Regions from separate parts of the Mus musculus genome. Here region 1 is linked to region 2. Evidence: chromatin contacts called from public promoter capture Hi-C data. All regions are on one chromosome and are shown on one strand. Each heading gives the region's core, a stretch centred on a gene start, on an enhancer-like site or on the middle of the called end of the contact. The rest is flanking DNA. Distances are from core to core; before and after follow the strand shown. Region 1 holds the start of D030045P18Rik (RIKEN cDNA D030045P18 gene). Region 2 holds the start of Hace1 (HECT domain and ankyrin repeat containing, E3 ubiquitin protein ligase 1).

Evidence for each region. Promoter capture Hi-C pulls out the DNA fragments that hold promoters and counts their contacts.
Region 1: a contact with region 2 is called in a promoter capture Hi-C map of pre-B cells, with 2.8 times the contacts expected there. The contact joins the promoter of D030045P18Rik here to the promoter of Hace1 in region 2. A contact is called at or near these places in 3 of 39 promoter capture datasets (cranial neural crest, hippocampal neurons and pre-B cells) and 1 of 115 datasets of contacts at active chromatin or transcription factors (differentiating embryonic stem cells).

Annotation. Positions count from the first base shown.
Region 1 is chr10:45,803,472-45,809,431 of GRCm38.p6, forward strand. It overlaps D030045P18Rik (RIKEN cDNA D030045P18 gene), which reads left to right and starts at 4,233. Exons shown (of 3, transcript NR_040624.1): 1 at 4,233-4,485.
Region 2 is chr10:45,575,516-45,580,989 of GRCm38.p6, forward strand. It overlaps Hace1 (HECT domain and ankyrin repeat containing, E3 ubiquitin protein ligase 1), which reads left to right and starts at 2,314. Exons shown (of 24, transcript NM_172473.3): 1 at 2,314-2,635. The coding sequence starts at 2,560.

The sequences.
Region 1 (5,960 bases), core at 2,983-5,482, 230 kb after region 2:
TCTAGAAATAAACGTAAATACAGAATGGAGATTCTGTATTTATGATACGTTTGATCCAGATCCACTGCTCCTGGACACCTGAAGGAACATAAGTTAGAACCGCACAGAGATGCTTGCACACCCTTGTTTACTGGGCCACTGTTCACAATAGCCGGGTGGTTGAGTTAGCCTAGATGTTCATCATCAAATGAGATGGAGAAAACAGGCTGTAGATATACACTGGAGTTTTATTCAGCTGTAAATGGCAGTAAAATCATGTCATGTTCAATAAAGTGGGTAGAAAGGTGTGAAGCAGATGTCACCCAGACTCGGAAAGTCATATATCACATGCTGGGCCTCTTGTTTAGGAAAATCTAGGTTTAAGAAACAAAACAAGCCGGGCGTGGTGGCACACGCCTTTAATCCCAGCACTTGGGAGGCAGAGGCAGGTGGATTTCTGAGTTCGAGGCCAGCCTGATCTACAGAGTGAGTTCCAGGATAGTTATACAGAGAAACCCTGTCTTGAAAAGACAACAACAACAACAACAACAACAACAAAACAACAAAAAAGTAAAACAAAAAGAGAGGGAGAGAGAAAGAAACAAAACAGAACAAAACAAAAAGGACAGGAAATGGACGAGGGATGACTTAGAAACAGGAAGGGGAGAAACTAGCTCACAGAGAATGATCAACACCATTTTGTACAGTGAATAGATACATTTTTAATAATAAACGAAGCAAAATTAATTTACCAAACTGATGATCTTTCCCATGACAGGTGAAGTTTTGGGTAGAAACTTTGGTCATCAGGAAAATGTTTGGGTGGAGCAGGGAGAGGGGCTGTGTCTAGGACGGTGTCTGGACTTGCACTCACAGCTCTCAGAGCTGGGCCTTTTACAGGTATTTTGGTATCTACTAGAGGTTTGCCTTCATCCCTCATCTTTTCCTAGGGCTGATTTTTACTAGAAAATATACAATGGTGCTGGAGAGATGGCTCAGCGGTTAAGAGCACGCACTCACAGGCTGCTCTTCCAGAGGACCTGGGTTCAATTCCTAGCACCCACACAACAGCTTACAACTGTCTATAACTCCAGTTCCAGGGGATATGACACCTTCACACAGACAGACACACAGGCAGGAAAAACACCAATGCACATAAAATAAAAATAAATAAATTTTTAAAAAGGAAAGAAAAAAAATATGCTGAAAAAGAATGCACTTAGAATAGGAACTGAAATTTTTAGAGAATAGTAAAAAATGTTTTTAAAAAATCGGTTATTTTAAAAGTCAAATCCAAAAGCTGTGAAAATAAGCTTTGTTTTGGGATGAAATTAATGTAATTCAAAAAGATCAGAGTCAGTGAGTCAAGATTGACTCATTTCTGGTAAAAAGATGTTTGAAGACAAATTTATGAGTGTGCATTTATTTATTTATTTATTTATTTATTTATATTTATTTTTGCATCATGAGCAAACCTTTGAGGGATTCACCATTTTTCCTATGTTAGGTGGAATGGGAATAATTTTACTTCTCTGTGCCCAGCTGTTATTTTCTTGCTCATTTCCTATTACTTTAACTGTCAAGGGCTTTCCTGTGGGACTCTTTTCATAGCGATTCTCCGTAATCCCGTCAGTTCTCAACCATAACTTTTGTTGACTGTAGAATTGTTAATATTTTTGCAAATTTAGCAGTTTTCCTTTTCAATCACCTTGTTCTCGCATGGATAGGCTTTTTAAAATCGGCATTTGTAACATCTGGAACTACTGTGGCAAAGTGAATAACAAGACAGGCCCAAGCAAAGCTCTGGGTCTTGTGAATGTTGAAGGGCACTTTGCGACTGTGACTGAGTTAAGAATTTTGAGATTCTTTTTTTTAATTAAGTAATTAATTAATTAGCATTAATGCTGACTTTCCCCTGTCGACTTCCCCCCTCACAGAGATCCTCCCTCCAATCTCCCTTCCCTCCTCCTCTGAGAGGATGGAGCCCCCACCCCTCCTCCAACCCCTCTCTGCCCTGGTTGCATCAAATCTCAGCCAGGGTAGGCGTATGCTTTCTCACTGAGGGCAGACAAAGTAGCTCTATTGGGGAACGGATACCGTAGTCAGGCTATAGCTTTATTGAGAGCCTCCCCTCCAGTTGGTGGGGGCCCACATGGAGACTGAGCTGCACCTCTGCTACATAGGTGTTGGGGGTCTGGTTCAAGCCCGTGTGCGTTCTTGGGTTGGCGGCTCAGTCTCTGAGAGCTTCCAGAGGAATATTGAGATCTTAAAGACCTTATTCTGGGCTATTCCGGTGGATCTGATGCAACCACAGAGGTCCTTAAGAAAGACAGGAGATGAGGGTGGGTATAGCTGGTGCCATACTGGAAGAGGAGGTTGGGCTCATGAAACCATGAGCCAAGGAAAGCCCGCTGGCCCTGGAAATGAAAATTGGCAGGGACAAGTTCTCTTCTGAACTTCCAGAGGGAACGAGCTTGACAAAAATACACATCTTGCCCCCTAAGATTTACTTTAGACTTCTCATCTCCAGGAATGTAAGAATAAATTTATGGTGCCTTCAGCCACTAGGTGACGAGTGGTGCTCCTTAGCTGCAGTGTGTGTGTGTGTGTTGGGGGATGGGGGGGGGGAGAGCGGGTGGGGGTGGGGGTTGGGTGGGGATATGCCAAACTTGCGACAAGAGAGAGGAGGGAATGCAGGTTTTTGAGCAGCGTGGGCTAGACAGAATCAATTCACTGGTGAATGTTTTAATGACTAGTTTCTCCAGGTAGCATCGAATTATGGTGTATGAGTCTCTGTGTGCATCCGGTATGCACCTGTGTAATCTTGTGTATGTGAGTGTTACAAGAAAAACAAGTATTAATAAGAAATGTATAGAGGGGTTTTCCCATTCTCTGTTTTGTCCGTACCTGGGGTTCCTCCCAGTTGGGGAATTGGCCATGACACATACTGAAGAAGCCATATTGGTTTGATGTGTAAGAATGAACCTGAAACTACCCAGGAAAAAAGGCAAGTGAGCACTCTAGCCAGTGATCTGGGAATATGGTAGAGCCAGAATGAGTGTAGATGCTGCTGTGCCAACTAGTAGGTGTTGGGGTGAGGAGGAAGTCAGGGAATTTGTAGAAAGATGTAATTTATATGTCAGCCACTCCCAAGCTGCTCTCCTTTATGTAAATCACCAATCCCCAGCAAGTGCTTGGCTTTTCTGCCAACTTTTTATTTATCTGTTTGTTTATTTGGTGTTGGGAGTTGACTCCAGAGCCTTGTGCATGCTGAGCACATGGTCTGCCACTTAGCCACACTTGTCATCTCTTGCCAGAGGCTTCTCAGCCAGGTGTTTGAACCTGAGCTCTGGGCTGACACCAGAGTTGCTTGCTTCAGGCGCTGTTGATCTTCTCTCAGGACGTGACTTTGCAGTGCTTTTGGAGCCGAGGTTTGATGGGCAAGACCTCCCTAGCCTTGGCTCTCTGCTTCTGGACCTTATTTACCGGCCTCTCTGACCTTGCAGAAGTCAAACATCTGTCGTTCCTAATTTCTTTCTCTGGTCAGTCTCCCTGGCCTTTCCCGTGCCTTGGATGTTCCGCTCTGGAGAGCATTCTGTACATATTGATGAGCAGTATGTGGGAATTTGAGGGCAAAGTCAATGGAGCCTGTGTATCTGCACATAAAAGCTTACATCCTGGTACCACTTACTTGCCAGCAACCCAAGCCCGGTTCTGATTAATAACAGCTATGATTGTAACCAGATTCGCAGCATGTGGCCCAGAGGAAACAAAGACTGTGAAGCCAATTTCCACACAGGCTTCGAGACTGTCAGCGTGAAGCACTGACTGGGGGCTTCTGTGCGGTTTCAATTAGAGTTCTCTCTTTTCTATGCCCTCTTTCCTCTCCCCAGAGATTAAATACCAGTTTCAGCTTTGCTCTCTCCGTGTTATTGGGCTCTTGGGTGCTGCCTGCGTTTATCCCACCGTGTGCAGTGAGAGTTGAGGGTCTTTATTGTTATTTCCCCCCCTCTGTTGAGGTTTGGATAATGATTAACAGTTGGTCAGACAGGTCGTTCAAGGGGCACAGTTTGCTTCAATTCTACTACAGACCCGCATGTGGCCTGGCTTCTCAGTCCAAGCAATGTCCCTCGCTGGAGAAACGGACTCTGCCTGAGGATTTCTGTCTTGAACTGATAAGGTTGTGGGAGGACACAATGGGATTTCTTCTTAGGCTCCCAGCATCCAACAGTGCAGCATCCATGCGGACTTCCGTTGTCCTGCCAGAATTCCAGGAAACTAGGCAGAATGGAAAGTTCCAGGGCCTCCATGTGCCCCTCCCACAAGTACCCTGTGGACTAACACTGTATGCCTCTGCTCCGGCATACACGAAGGTGTAATTAAGTCTCTGGTGATTACTATTGAGAATGAATAGCACCGGAAGTGCAAAATAAAGCCGTATTCCTTGGTCTGAGGGAGAAGCAAGGATCAGTGTCAGCATTTTTTCCTCCCACAATGGTGAAACAGGTATGTCAGAGTTACCTTTTTTTTCCCCTTCTATGTGAATTTTGCGTGAGCAGAAAGACTTTCCAATATAAAGTCATTTACTAAACTGAGAGGAAAATTCTTAGATAGATGTCTATGTTTTGCCTGGTGGCTGACATGCAAGGATTATTTTGACAGAAAGTAAATAGCAAGGCAGTATGAGAGACTTGAGAAGAAAAAAAAATGGTTCAGCTCATGTGTTATTTAGTGAACAGGCCCAATCAATTTAACTTCCACTGCCAGAGGAGGGAGTTATGTGGCTGTATTGGGCAAGGCTCACAAATTATAATCAAGAAGTAAATAATATTGAAACCTTACAAATTGAATTTTTATTAAGAAATTCATCTCTGGTTACCTCAGGGTTTATAAAATTTTTTAGTACTTGTGGAAGAAGGCAGTATATCTCAATGTACAATACCAGATTGATTGGGGTGAGTAATTTTAACTTTTTAGGGTCAGAAATATACCTCACCTTTTAAAACAGGCTTAATGGGAAGGAAGCTGACAAATGTGCTATAAAAGACAGTCTATGCCTTCTTACATTGCCTTTTATCCACATTACCACTCCTGCTGTGGGTCCCATGTACTTTACAAATTGGGATTAATGGCTTTTTTTTTTGCATGAGAGTTTCAAGGTCACAATTTCATAAATCGTGCAAATAAACAAATCCTCTCTATCATCGACTCTGTGTACTTAACATTTTTATATTTATTACTTTCTGCATTTATAAGATACTGGAACTGCTATTAATAATTTGTATTTCCTGTACAGGCATATAGCTTAGCTCGAAAATGTGAGTGGAAACTTTAACACCACATTTTTCAAGGATGACCAAGTGGAGATGTTTTCTGTTCATGCACGGCTCATTGCCATAGTTTCTTCAGTTAAAGCAGAAATAACAGCAACTGACCTTTGAGAGTATTATATGAAAGGCATTTTGCATGTAGATTGTTATTTCAGAAAGCTATATATATCAATATATTATTGATAGCATGTTATAGTGAGAAGAATTCTAGGCCAAGTTTCAGGTCTTGCTATGTTATTAATGGCAGTGTCAGATGGGTTTTGAGTGACAATGTACCCTTGCTCTCAAAGTCCATGTCTCTCCATGCCTATCACCATTTAAAATATTTATTTGCTTTTGTTTTGTTGGTGTATGTTTCGCCTGCATGAACATATGTGCACCTTGTGCATGCCCCTGGCATCTGAGGGGGCCAGAAGAGGGTGTCAGATCCCTTGGAACTGGAGTTACTGTGTGCTGCCACGTAGTTGTTAGGAACTCAATGGTCCTGCCCTCAGTGGTCTTCACTGCAGAGCCATCCCTATAGCCTCGACAACCGTTTTCTCAAGAGTGTTATCCTGCTTTAGTTTTGCCCCATGGTGTCTGACACACGGGGGATATGATGAGAGGAACTTAAGGAGGGTTATTTCAGCTCACAGTTCAAGGGTATAGGCT
Region 2 (5,474 bases), core at 1,064-3,563:
CTTTGTTCCTCACGCACTCCAGCATCTCTCAGCGCTGGTGATGATAGACGAGAGAGGCCTCCTCCCTTAATTTTTCATTTTCAGTCGTCATTCTTATGTTCACCACAGATTGGATTGATTCACACTTCAGATTTTTAAATGTTTGCCTGTTTGAAGTCTTGATTTATTACTTTTATTGTATGGGTGAGTGCTCTGTTTGCTGGTAAGTGTACAATGTGCATGCAATGCCTGCAGAAGCCAGAGGAGATCATCTGAGTGTCCGGAACTAGACTAAGGACAGTTAAGTCACTAGGTGGGCTTTGGAGAGCAAACCTGGGTCCTCTGCAATAGCAAGCACCAGTGCTCTTGATTGCTGAGCCAGCTCTTCAGCCCCTTAAACTATTTTAAAAAGATAATTAAAAAATGATTTATTTATTTATAAGTACACTGTAGCTGTCTTCAGACACACCAGAAGAGGGCACGAGGTCTCATTACAGATGGCGTGAGCCACCATGTGGTTGCTGGGATTTGAACTCAGGACCTTCGGAAGAGCATTCAGTGCTTTTAACCACTGAGCCATCTCTCCAGGCCCAGATATTTTATTCTTGATTCTGTGTTCTCTGCATGGGTATGGACACCAAAGTATGTTTGATTCCCTAGAGCTGGACTATATTAGATTTGGGGTACCAGGTGGGGTACCAGGTGGGTGCTGGGGACCAAACTTTGCAAGAGTAGAACATGCTTTTTACCTCTGACCCACCTTTCCAGTCCCTGAAAAAAAATATATATTTTAAGTTTTTATGTGTTTGCCTGCTTATATGTCTGTGCACCATTTGTATGCAGTGCCTGGAGGCCAGAGTAGAGCATCAGATCTCCTGGAACTGGCATTACAGATGGCCCTGTGCTACTATGTGGAAAGCAAATCTGGTTATCTGGAAAAGTAGCCAGTGCTTTTAGCTGTAGAGCCATTGTTCTAATTCCAACTTAAATTTTATTAAACCATTTTTGTCATAATTGAGGTTTTGTGTCTACCAGGTGTGGTAGTGAGTGTGGGACAAAAGGGTTAAGAAAACCCACCAGTCCCTGAACAAGAAAACCCACTAATCTCTGAAGAGCAAAACCCACCAACCCCTGCGCTCACCCAAGCTTGGCTTGGAAAGCTCCACCTCCAAGCCCCAACAATCCTATATAAGATAAATATATAAGCCTATATAAGCCCTGCCTTCTGCTCAGTTCCCTGCTGCTTTTCATCGGAGCAGTGGCAGCCACTCTCTTGGGTTTTGCCTTTCTACTAAACCTCTTGTGTGAGGTCTTGTGTGTGATGTGACTTTGTGGTATTCTTTGGCTCTGGATTGCCAGGATCCCTCTCTAGTAAAGATGTAACCCTTTCACTGGAGCATCCTCTCCTGGAGCAGAGAGCTGTTACACTTGTATTGGGAAAACTCCCCCCTCCTGCAGCCCGGAGCAGAGCTGTAACACTTGTGAAGGGGAAGTCTTTCCCTTCAGGGCTGCAGTACAGATCCTAGCCCTGGGGAGGTAGAGACAAAGAATGTAGTCATTTTAGCTACACATCAAATGCAAAGCTAGCCTGGGCTACATGTAGTAGGCTCAAAGCTCATACCTCCATCATCTTAAAACGGGGCTCCATTGTGTGTGCTGGCTAACCTCAAACTCAGGACCCATCTGCCTCTGCTTCTTGAGTGCTGGGAATAACCTGTATGTATTATCATGCCCAGCTTTGAAGTCTTTGATTCGCCCACTGGGGCCTGTCATGGGAACTGAGATTGCATTTTACCAAATTAACATTTGTTTTTCCTGTTTGTCACTTAGATTTTCCTCAAAGTTTGGAGTTGGCATCATTTTCTGTGCTAAGTACAGGGATATATATGACGGGGCATACGATAGAGCTGTGTCCTTGTTCTTAGAAATGTACTCAGCAAGAGAAACAAGGCATTGTTAAGTCACAATAAAGGAAAAAAAAACCTACAATTTTGCTTTCGAACTTGAGTTTTATTACTGTTCAAAATTTAATTTGTAAGCAGGATAGTTAAGGCATTTGTTTATAGAAAAGTACATCTGTTTTAGCTTGGTGGTGATGAATTTAGGAATAACTGAAATTCTCTAATCTGCTTTACTGGGGTGTGTTAGAACCGAGGGAGGATGCTCTTATACAACTTTGGAGGGAAGAACGTGAGGGCGCGTGAAAGCCCACAAAGTATTTCCACAAATTGCTCAGTCTAACCTACAGATCACCACATAGATGCCATAGAGGCGTGGCTCCGTCGGGGAGTGCGGCCCAGCCAGCTCGAAACTACAGTTCCCAGAAGGCTTCGCGAGCCCAGGAGGGAAGCGGGGCCGCGGCAGGAAAGGCGCGAGCGAGCGGAGGCGGCGGCTGGTGCCCACCCCAGCGCGGTCTGGTTGGCAGCCGTCGGTGCGGCGGACTGACTCGGCTTAGCATCCTAGCGTTCCTGGGCGCCGGCCGCAGCGAGCTCGCTCCTTCTCCCGGCCTGTGCGGGGATGTAGGGCGCGGGTCGCGGAGGCCGCGGGCGCGGCGGGGGCTTCGCGGAGGCCGCGCCGAGGATGGAGAGAGCGATGGAGCAGCTCAACCGTCTGACGCGCTCGCTGCGCCGCGCGCGCACCGTGGAGCTGCCCGAGGGTGAGGCGCCCGGAGAACGCGCGCTGCACTTTTCCGAGGCTGGCGGGCGGGGGGAGTCGGCGGGAGGCGCGGGGGCGCGGCCGGCGGGGGCTGGGGCTGGGGCGGGGACGGGGACCGGGGACGGGGACGGGCTGTCCGGTGGGGTTCGGTCCGAGCGGAAATGCGTTCCGCGGGGTCCGGGCCCCGCACTGGGAAAGGGTGCGGTGGCGCCTCGCACGGGCTCGGGCTGGGGACGTGCTGGGTTTGCTTAAGCTACAGAGTGAGGTAGGCGGGCTAGGATTTATTTGAAATGCGGGGCGCCTCGGTTTTGGCACTAGACAAAGGTTGGCAGCCACCAGACAGGTGTGTTTGTGCAGCTCTGTTGGTGTAGCAGGCATTCCTGCTGTAGCTTGCCTGCCTCCATCGTTTAGTCCTGCAGACTTGGGTTGAGTGGGCTGGGTGAGAACTCTGTGTGTGTGTGTGTGTGTGTGTGTGTGTGTGAATTGTGGGCTGGGTGAGAACTCTGTGTGTGTGTGTGTGTGTGTGTGTGTGTGTGTGAATTCACACCGGAATAAAAGCTCTGTTTCGAACTTTTGCTTTGGCAAACTCCAAATAGAGGAGGTGGGGCGGGGCTGGGGGCGTTGTTTGATGCCTTGTGAAGTCAGACTAATTTTAGTGGCGGTGAGACAAGGCAGTCAGGTTTGTAACCCAGGCTGGCTGCAAACTTTAGAGCCTCCTGCCTCAGCCTTCCAAGAATTTGGATTCTAGGCATTCGCCTACCTTGCTCTGCTCAGTTTGCTTTATTCCACCTCCCCCCCCGCCCCCCCACCAACTTCGTTTTAGTTAGCTAAGGAGAGTGATGAAAAGAAATGTGGAGTTTGTGAGTTTGGGGATACTTTTTTTTTTTTTTTTGAAAAGTTTTATTCTTTATGATTCTGAGTAGAGAAAATTTGTGGCAACTGTTTCTGAGTATATATATATATATATATATATATATATATTAATTTGTTACTTTCCTAGACTGAAACAATTTAGAACAATCTAGTTTTAGGAAGTAAACGTCAGCTTCAACTTTTTCTTTATTTCCTCTGTGAATCTTTTCACTAGGGGCTGCTTTCACATATTTCCTGATGTCATGCTATCTATTGGTAACAGCTGATGAGGGCTGTGTGCGTAGGTTATTAACATTGCTATTTGTATTGTTAACTTATATCCGGCATTTTGCATAAATATGATATAAAAGGCTTTGATAATATTTCCTGGTTTTAAACATTTTATATTTAAATATATTTATATATTTTGTATATTTTAATTATAGAAAGATTTGATAATAAAAATAAAGAAAAATCTGTCATTCTATTCACAATAGTAAACAATCTTTTTGCATTTTTACCTAACATTTTTCATACAGTGTCTTGTTTTGTGTTTAGAAAACATCGTGGATGTGTATCCATAAATGTAGTTAATGATTTGGCAGGACTTGGTAGGATGAATGAAACAAAAACTTGCTTTTTAACATTTTAATGTTTTTACTGATTTTAAAAGAACAGCTTTGTCCTTAAGGCTTAGTCTTCTGTTTCCTTAGGGTTTGTTCCTAGAAGATGAGCAGGATTTAATTATACAGCCGACATTTAAAAGACCTTAATTATCAGTTTCTTAACCTAGTCTTTGGGAAGTTCTGGTCAGCAGTCTGAGTGCTTGGAGACTTAAATATTACAATTAAAAATAAAGTGTTTCCTCTTGTTGCTAGGCAAAAAATGGCATATTGCTCACATCTCTTTGATTACACATCTTCATTTGATTACAGTGAATTTGTTCATTTTGTTCTTTGAATTTACCATTGTTTTGATGAATCTTTGAATTCTCTTAGTTTGGCTCTTTCAGGTAGATCATCATGTTCAGTGAATTCTAAAAATACAAATTATTGTGGTTGCACTTTAAGGCTGAACAGAGAAGCTGATGAACGGGGTCAGTGTGTTAAGGGGCCTCCCCAGACCTGGCTACCTGACTTTGATCCCTAGACCTCATGTAGAGACAGAAAGAGAGAACTGACTACACAGCGTAGTCCTCTGGCCTTCACGAGCATGCTTTGGAATATTATTATTATTATATTTTTATAATAATAAAAAAGACTGAGCAGAAGTGCTGAGATCTTTCTAAAATTAAGAAATAACCTTTTTTTTTTGCTTTGTTAGAATTTAGCAGTCAACAAATATCTAATTATAATTAGAATAAATTGTTAAAGTATGTTTCTAATCAGCTTTTACAGTAAAATTAACATTGTTGTATAGCACTAATAAGTAGACACTTGATGTACTGACTGGGATACTGAGAGAGCCCCTTATGTTACTAGTGAGTGATGTGGACGAGTCATCCCGCGCAGGGATAACAAAGTGTGAAAGAAAAGGAGGGGAAGGCAAAGAAATTATGTTGGAGATGTGGCCTCTCTGAGTCTTAGAAGGCTCATGTGTATTGTGCACTATGTGGAGAAAACTAAACTGTTAGGTTTACATTGAAGGTAGTTTGTTTAATAGGATAGAATTTGAGTGCATTTTAGCATATGTGTTTGATTCATGGTCAGAATAACTGCCAGCTTTAAAAACAACAGCAACAGTAACAACAGCAACACTACATCTTTCCCGTTTTGTGGACATTGCTGGAGCAGCAGTCAAATTGAAGTTCATCTGACTTCTGACCAAAGCAGGATCTGTAAAAAGCCTCTCAGCGGGGCCTGGCAAACACAGAAGTGGATGCTCACAGTCAGCTATTGGATGGATCACAGGGCCCCCAATGGAGGAGCTAGAGAAAGTACCCAAGGAGCTAAAGGGATCTACAACCCTATAGGTGGAACAACAATATG